2 separate regions of the Zea mays genome follow, and region 2 is linked to region 1. Evidence: chromatin contacts called from public Hi-C data. All regions are on one chromosome and are shown on one strand. The core of a region is the stretch at or near the end of the contact, and the rest is flanking DNA. Distances in the headings are between cores, read along the strand shown.

The links. Hi-C and Micro-C count contacts between places; a contact is called where the count stands out from the background.
Region 2: a contact with region 1 is called in a Hi-C map of leaf, with 4 times the contacts expected there. The contact joins the promoter of LOC100280393 here to the enhancer-like site in region 1. A contact is called at or near these places in 3 of 25 Hi-C or Micro-C datasets (ear and leaf).

Annotation. Positions count from the first base shown.
Region 1 is chr2:75,077,423-75,080,880 of Zm-B73-REFERENCE-NAM-5.0, reverse strand. No RefSeq gene overlaps it. Among protein-coding and RNA genes, the nearest start is that of LOC103646592, 6.0 kb to the left of the region's middle. Within about 2 kb of position 1,835, at least 19 of the 20 cell types and tissues checked have an H3K27ac peak or open chromatin away from gene starts, as enhancers often do. A contact at or near this core is called in ear and leaf, where this site is marked.
Region 2 is chr2:75,651,465-75,654,894 of Zm-B73-REFERENCE-NAM-5.0, reverse strand. LOC100280393 (60S ribosomal protein L37a) reads right to left here and starts at 1,502. Exons shown (of 5, transcript NM_001320713.1): 1 at 1,410-1,502. The coding sequence starts at 1,412.

The DNA.
Region 1 (3,458 bases), core at 586-3,085:
TAGAGTGGCTTCAGCATTCTTCTCCTATCCTTAATCCTCATGTTGTTCTTCCTTTTCGGACTATAATTATTTGTAATCACTGCTGTTGAGTTTAATAAATACACACTAGTAGTGAGTTGTTAACAATTGGTATCAGAGGAGTCAATTCTCGGTCAAGTTCCATGGATCCTGCTGCCCTCAAGTTTCTCCTCGATGAGATTGGCAGACTTTTCTATGAGAAGAGCGCGAAGTGGGATAGAAGGTTTTCTCGGTGGAATGTGAAGCGGGAGCCAGAACCATACCTCAGAGATGAAGTTACAGCAGAGGAAGTAGCGACCAGCGATCTGCGCGAGGCACGCGATCTAGAACGGGAAGAGGCCGAGCATGCGGAGCTCCATGGAGATAGGAGCCAGGGAGGACCGATGCGGGGCGAGAGGTCGCGCTCGCGGCACATGTGCTTGTCGCCGATGCGTGCGTAGCCAGAATCGTCGACGGCGTCGTGCCCTTCGCCGCACCAGCGAGAAGCACACCCCAGTCGCGGTCAACTCCTACGTCCCAGCCTTCGCCGCTCGGTTTAACGGTTTCTACCTCGACCACATGGCCTTCCTCAGCAACGGGCCCAACTTTGACCTTATTGGCTCCGTCGTCTCCAAGGACAGAGAGGAGGCCAACAAGTGCATGCCCTCGCAGGACAAGCCTATCATCAACATTGATCTGCCAGACTACATGGAGACATCGTTTCCGGAGTCGGCCCTCCACGACGTTCCCAGCGCCAACTGCCCAACTACATGGAGGCGCTCACCATTTGTTCGACTCTAGGGCTCGGCCTCACTGAGCACGCCATGGATGAGCTCATTAGGATGGCGCAGGCCAGCGAGCACTTGTGGGTGAAGATTGGCGATCACGAGGTGCTCAATGTCAACACGTACGACAGCATCTTTGCCAAGCCAGATGGCTCGTTCTGTGGCCTCGACGTGCACATCGACGCAAGGTTCAGCGCCCCCCTGTCGCGCTCGTGCTGCCTCCCATCGGGATGCCTCATCATCGACATGGCCGACGGCTCCTCCAAGGTGACCTGAGTCGAGCACATGGAGATCCAGGACAGGGTTCCATCCACTTGCTCTGCCACGGCCTCGTCCTCAGCGGGGCGGTGTTCGGGGCCAGTGCGGTCACCAGGATGACGCATTGAATATCAGAATACTGTTGTTCATCTCCCTTCTCCATTTTCCTCTTTTCCATGTATCCTCTACCTTCCTCTCTAGGTTCTTCTAGACCCTTCTAGAGTGGATTCAGCATTCTTCTCCTATCCTTAATCCTCATGTTGTTCTTCCTTCTAGACTATAATTCTCTGTAATGGCTAATGTTGAGTTTAATCAATACACACTAGTAGTGAGTTGTTAACATGATCTCCTGACTCCGGTGAGCAATTGATTGATAGCCACACGCTCCTCTGGCTCCATAGACCCATAGCCATGATCCATGGCTCCTGAAGAATCTCCCAGACCTACTTGCTCAACCTCTGATAACGACGCTCCCTGGTTCCGCTTACGGTGGTGCCCTCTCTGCGGTTCGTCGTGGAAGCAAGGGGATAAGCTGTAGAATTCTCAACGGGGGTGCGACGACCACGAGTTTATATCCTCACGCCTTGGCCTGGTGGCAAACAACATCAGACTATGGTGCCCGGATCGAATCTTCCCCTTCGTGATCTCTGTGTTCGGATTGTAACTACTCGGCTGGGTTTGTTGCGATAGAGATGGAGCTGACGAGGCGGCCCCACCTCTTAGAGACACTATCACATGTGAACACAAGGAAGAGAGGCTGACCACCGAGGGCCCCTAGGTCGGCGTCGCACGAGCGTGGGCGACTCGGTTTAAGTTGGGCCGGCACGGTGGATGCGGTCATATGGGCCTAGGGTGACGGAAGGGAAGTGAGGAGTGGGCCAAAGAGGGGGGAAACCAGCCCAAGTGCCAATTTCCCTTACTTATTTTTCTGTTTTCATTTTCCTAATTTCAATTCAAGTTTAAATTTAAATTTTGAATTGTATTTAAATGGAGTTCAAACTTCAAGCCTATTTAAATGCACAAACCAAAATCTCGGCATGGATTCAAAATTTAGTTTTATTTATTTATTACCTTAGCTAAGCAAAGGTTTTAAAATGTGCAAGTCATACCAAAAATAGTTACTTTGAGAATAATAAATCCTAGAGTATATTTTTTATTAAGAGATTTTTTTAACTTAAATATATAGTTAAACAAAAGGGATGGCTAAATTCATATAGTGATTCTTTCATTTTTTTTTGTTAGCAAACATATTTATTCTAGGAGATGTATCCTTAAAGGTAAGAGAAATTCTTATTAAAAGATATTCTAATGCTAACTTATGGAGAATCCTACCAAATATCAGAATGAGATTTTGAGGTGCTACACATGTGTAAGCTGGTATGAGACCTGTTTATAGTATTTTTGGTAACCTGAAACCCGAAAACTGTTTTGAATGTTGTGCATGTTGCTTTTTGAGTTTTTGGTAACCTGAAACCTATTGTGTATGATGTGCATATTGCTTTGTGGAAACCTAAAATATGTTTTGTATACAACAACTTCTATGCTGGTATTAGATTGAAACCATAGAAGCTGATGTTTTGTATGCTGCTTGTGTGCACAAGGTTCCACAAAGCTTCTATGGTTCAGACCAAAGAAGCGGTTATTTTGTATGGCACTCTTTTACTATGTTATGCTGAAAAAGTATTGAATTGTTAGAGTGTTGGCAAGAAGAGCTTTGCTTATAGTACTGCACAAGTTGACCAGAACTCACAATGGATGAAGCCACATACCCAAAAGGATGGAAAATGATCAAAGAAGACCTCCCAATTAGGGTCAGATGTCAAGTAACTAAATTGAGGGTCACCATTTGTAATTCTGAATTAATGTTTAGTAACATAGATTGATATGCATTTGTTGCTGCCAAGGTAGTTTCAATCATCTCAATAACTATATAGCTTCTAGACAATGACGAAACATATAACTTCTTGTTTTCCATGTCAACCTTGTTTATCTCTTGCTTGTTTGTCTTTGCTCCTGGCTTGCCATTACATACCTGGCTTGCCATTACATACTATAAGCTTCTGCAGTTTTCACATATGGCGTGACATGTGTGCATTATTGTGGTTGTGTAACTTGCAGATTTCCACTTGACCGTTAACTTGCTTGATGCATGTCCAGGTCATGAATTTCATGTTGTGAGGGGAACAAATTCCAACATGGTGTGGTGAACAGACCAGACCAGAGCAGGGACACAAAGGTTCAGCAGATGTACAAATGTTTGATAGGAGAGATATAGTTTGTGTGACATTATGTTGCTTGTTTCTTAAATAGTCAACATTTTTATAAATTTTATGTTATCTCGATAGGCCACACATAAGAACACCTTATCTTCTAGTGGTATCACATGGCTAATGCAACTAGGTTGTTGTTAGGTCATTG
Region 2 (3,430 bases), core at 253-2,752, 570 kb before region 1:
TCAAGACTAATGTTAGTATCAATAATTCAATATAAAAGACTGTACCATTCAGGTAGGTTAACACAAGAGGAAAACTATAATTTCTTAAACATTATATAAGTAAACCATTAAGAACCATACAGTTCAGCTAGTCACTATTGACTCTCCAATAGCAGCAAGAGAAAAATTACTCCATACACATCTGAACGAAGGAAATACAACTAAAATCAACACAAGTGAAAAAATATTATGGCCTACTGATTTATACTAGTGGTATTTGAATGCTAAACTTAGGACTGTATACTACTTTCATGTTGCATGCTGCCAGGTACAGCTTCAGATTACAGCAAATGTGTCAGCTGACCGGGTTGGATTTATGAAAATGTTTTATTTTTCATTAAGTTGGAGACCATGTTGGATTTATCAAAATGTTTTATTTTTCATCAAGTTCGATAACTAGTTTGTCTTTACAGTAAACAAACAATGTATTTTTCCAATATGCTTGAACTTGCACAAGTACTAACAATGTAAACCAAACATACAGCACACCTAAAAACTGATAAAATGTTATGTACATTCACATATACTTGTCACCATGCGTTCGACTGGCAAAAAATATAATTATAATCTACCAAATAAGATATCTTGAACATCTAGGTTGGTGATGGTATATTGACACATCCAGATTGATTTATGATAATAAGTATTTATCAAAAAATCTCACAAATACAATGCTGTAGAAAACAGATGGTCAAATCTTTGAAACCATGCAAAATCAAAAGTGACAAGTAATTGAGCTTACAATTTGGAACGGAGTGAGTACACCACTGCCTTCAACATGTTTCCATTTAACATGTGATCACCAATAGAATTTGAAAGGCTAAGCCTATATAGGACTCAAATGCGGAGCGCAAACAGGCTTTACGGAAATAGTTTGCCTTCTACCTTAAGTGTAGCAGGTTTTGGGCACCTTACCATTGCAAACCTGAGGTAGCAACTGCTCCAAACCTACCCTGCACAAAAGGCGTTGTGCAATGCTAAATTGCACAATCCAGCCTAGTGACAGCCTAGCAAAATCCAACTACGATGACGACCCTACAAACAGGCTAGCAATAGATTGCAGTTTAGAATTACATTGTTTCTGTCATGCTAACAATACCACCACATTTCACATAGGCCTATCTGGGTACCCTAATATCTCAAATTTCCATGGAAACACGACTGGTACAAAGCATGATTGCTGGCACGCCCCTATCAAGAAAATTAAACTATGGAGCCTTCGAATCCATATCGAACTGAAGCTGCTGGGCTACCAAGTCAAACACTAGGATCTCGCTCGACACATAATAACAAACGTCCACAACTAGGCATACACCGTACACAGATACTTAGTAACGGGAAGAATGGGAGGACGAGGAGAAGCGGCGTACCATCTCGGAGACGGGAGAGGAAACGAGGTGCGGGCTGTAGCGGCGGCGTGCTGAGGGTAAGCTCGCAAAAGTGGCAGGAGAGAAACTATATATATGAGGCGCTAGGGTTTCGTGGAAGTCTATGGATGCGACCTGCTATTATGGGCTGGGCTTAAATGGGCCCTGATTTTGGAACTGTTTTATCCCTTTTTAGTTTAAAATTTGAAAGATATTTAATAAAGTTTTTGAATTAAAATGTTTTAAAATTACAAAAAAAAAGAAGATGACTGAGATAAAACATATATATACAAAATATTTCAATCTTATGAAAACATATTTAAAATATTTAGAAACATGTTTAGCTTAAGGAAAATAGAAAAGGTTGAAAGCAAGATGTCAAAAAAGGTTAACCATGATGTTTAAGAGGTAGAACAAATTAGATAATGTTGGGGGCCTTTTCATGCTGAAGCTCCTCAAAACATTAATATATATTGTTCTAAGTTTGTTTTAGAACCTTGGAAGTAGTGAACTTGACCTTCGTCTGAAAACCTTCGGTTAAACCATGTACTCACGAAAGTAGAGCCAGGAAGCTTCGGCTCTATGGCTCAGACGCACGACAACAAGCCAACAAAGCTAAAGGAGAGAAACCCAGAGGCCTATTCAACACGCCTACAAATGAAAAGATAATGACGTCCCTGGAGGGTTATGTAGTCTCAATGTATAGGACTCGAGGGCATATTTGTAATCTTAGATCGAGTTGTATTGTGGCTCTCCACTAAAAAAATAGGTACAATGTCATGCAGAGACACATTTTTGGAGGAGAGGACATGGGAAATCAGAATCACTCTACTTCCGAAGTTGTACCTTCGCATCCTTACCTTAACTCCCGAAGGTACACTTGTAATTGCTTGTAACTTAAAAGGTATAATAAAAGGATTATACTAGTAGCGGTCTCTCTCAAATGTTTTCATTCTATCCTATTATGTTATTTGGATATCTTTTATTATATCAACCTTCTTCTCCTGGTCTTTTTTAATGAATAGAATGTGGGGACGAAAGTCTTTTCCCTAATTGTGTTGCCCTATTTTTGTCCCGATCAAGAATCAAAGCACGTGACCAACATTGGCATACACCTTCGTTGAACTCATGACTACAAGCATCTATCTATCATGCCTCCAAAGAGGACCGCAGCTCCCGCCTTAGTTCTTCCTCCCATTGATCAGATCTAGGATGAAGAGGCGCGTCTTCTCGAGGCATAGAAAGGGAAAAGCAAGGACACGAATCCTCCACCACAAGATGATCTTGACCTAAAAATTGAAAATATCAAAGCTATTCATCAGCAAGTCGAGAAGCGACCAGAGAAGATGCTTCGGGTCTCTCAACTACAACGACAAATTTACGAACCATCATAGGAATTGTGTCACATGACGCAACAAGAGGAGTAATTCCAAGGTTCACGCCATCAAAGAAATGTTCATTTCGAAGAACACAACTATGATGCTTCGTTAAACGATGATTCTTCTCCTTTGGCAGCTTAGTTGCAAGCTGCACTATGGCCACTGCTCTACATGCCACCTTAACTCCCAATTTATGATGGTCTATCATATCCGAAGTAGTTCTTAATGAATTATGAGGCCATCATATCTTTGTATGGTGGCAATGCAGCAATCATGGCAAAAAAATTGTCATGCAGTCAAGAATGTGGCACAGACATGTTACTATGCTCTTCATCCAAGATCCATATCTTCATGGCAGAAGCTTAAGGACATTCTCCTTAGTAGCTTTCAAGGCTTTCAAACTAAACCATCACTGCTTAGGCTTTCAAGACCAAGATGAATATCTTTAGGCACATGTCCGAAGATTCCTTCAGCTTCGAGCTTAGGCACCAAGCATGCAATATGACATTGCTATTGAAGCAATGATAAAGGAGCTTCGTCTAGGACCGACATCACAATACTTTGCAAGAAAACCTCCTCATTCTTTGGAGAAGATGCTACAAAATGGATGAATGCATTAGAGTAGACAATGACTTTCGTCGGCAA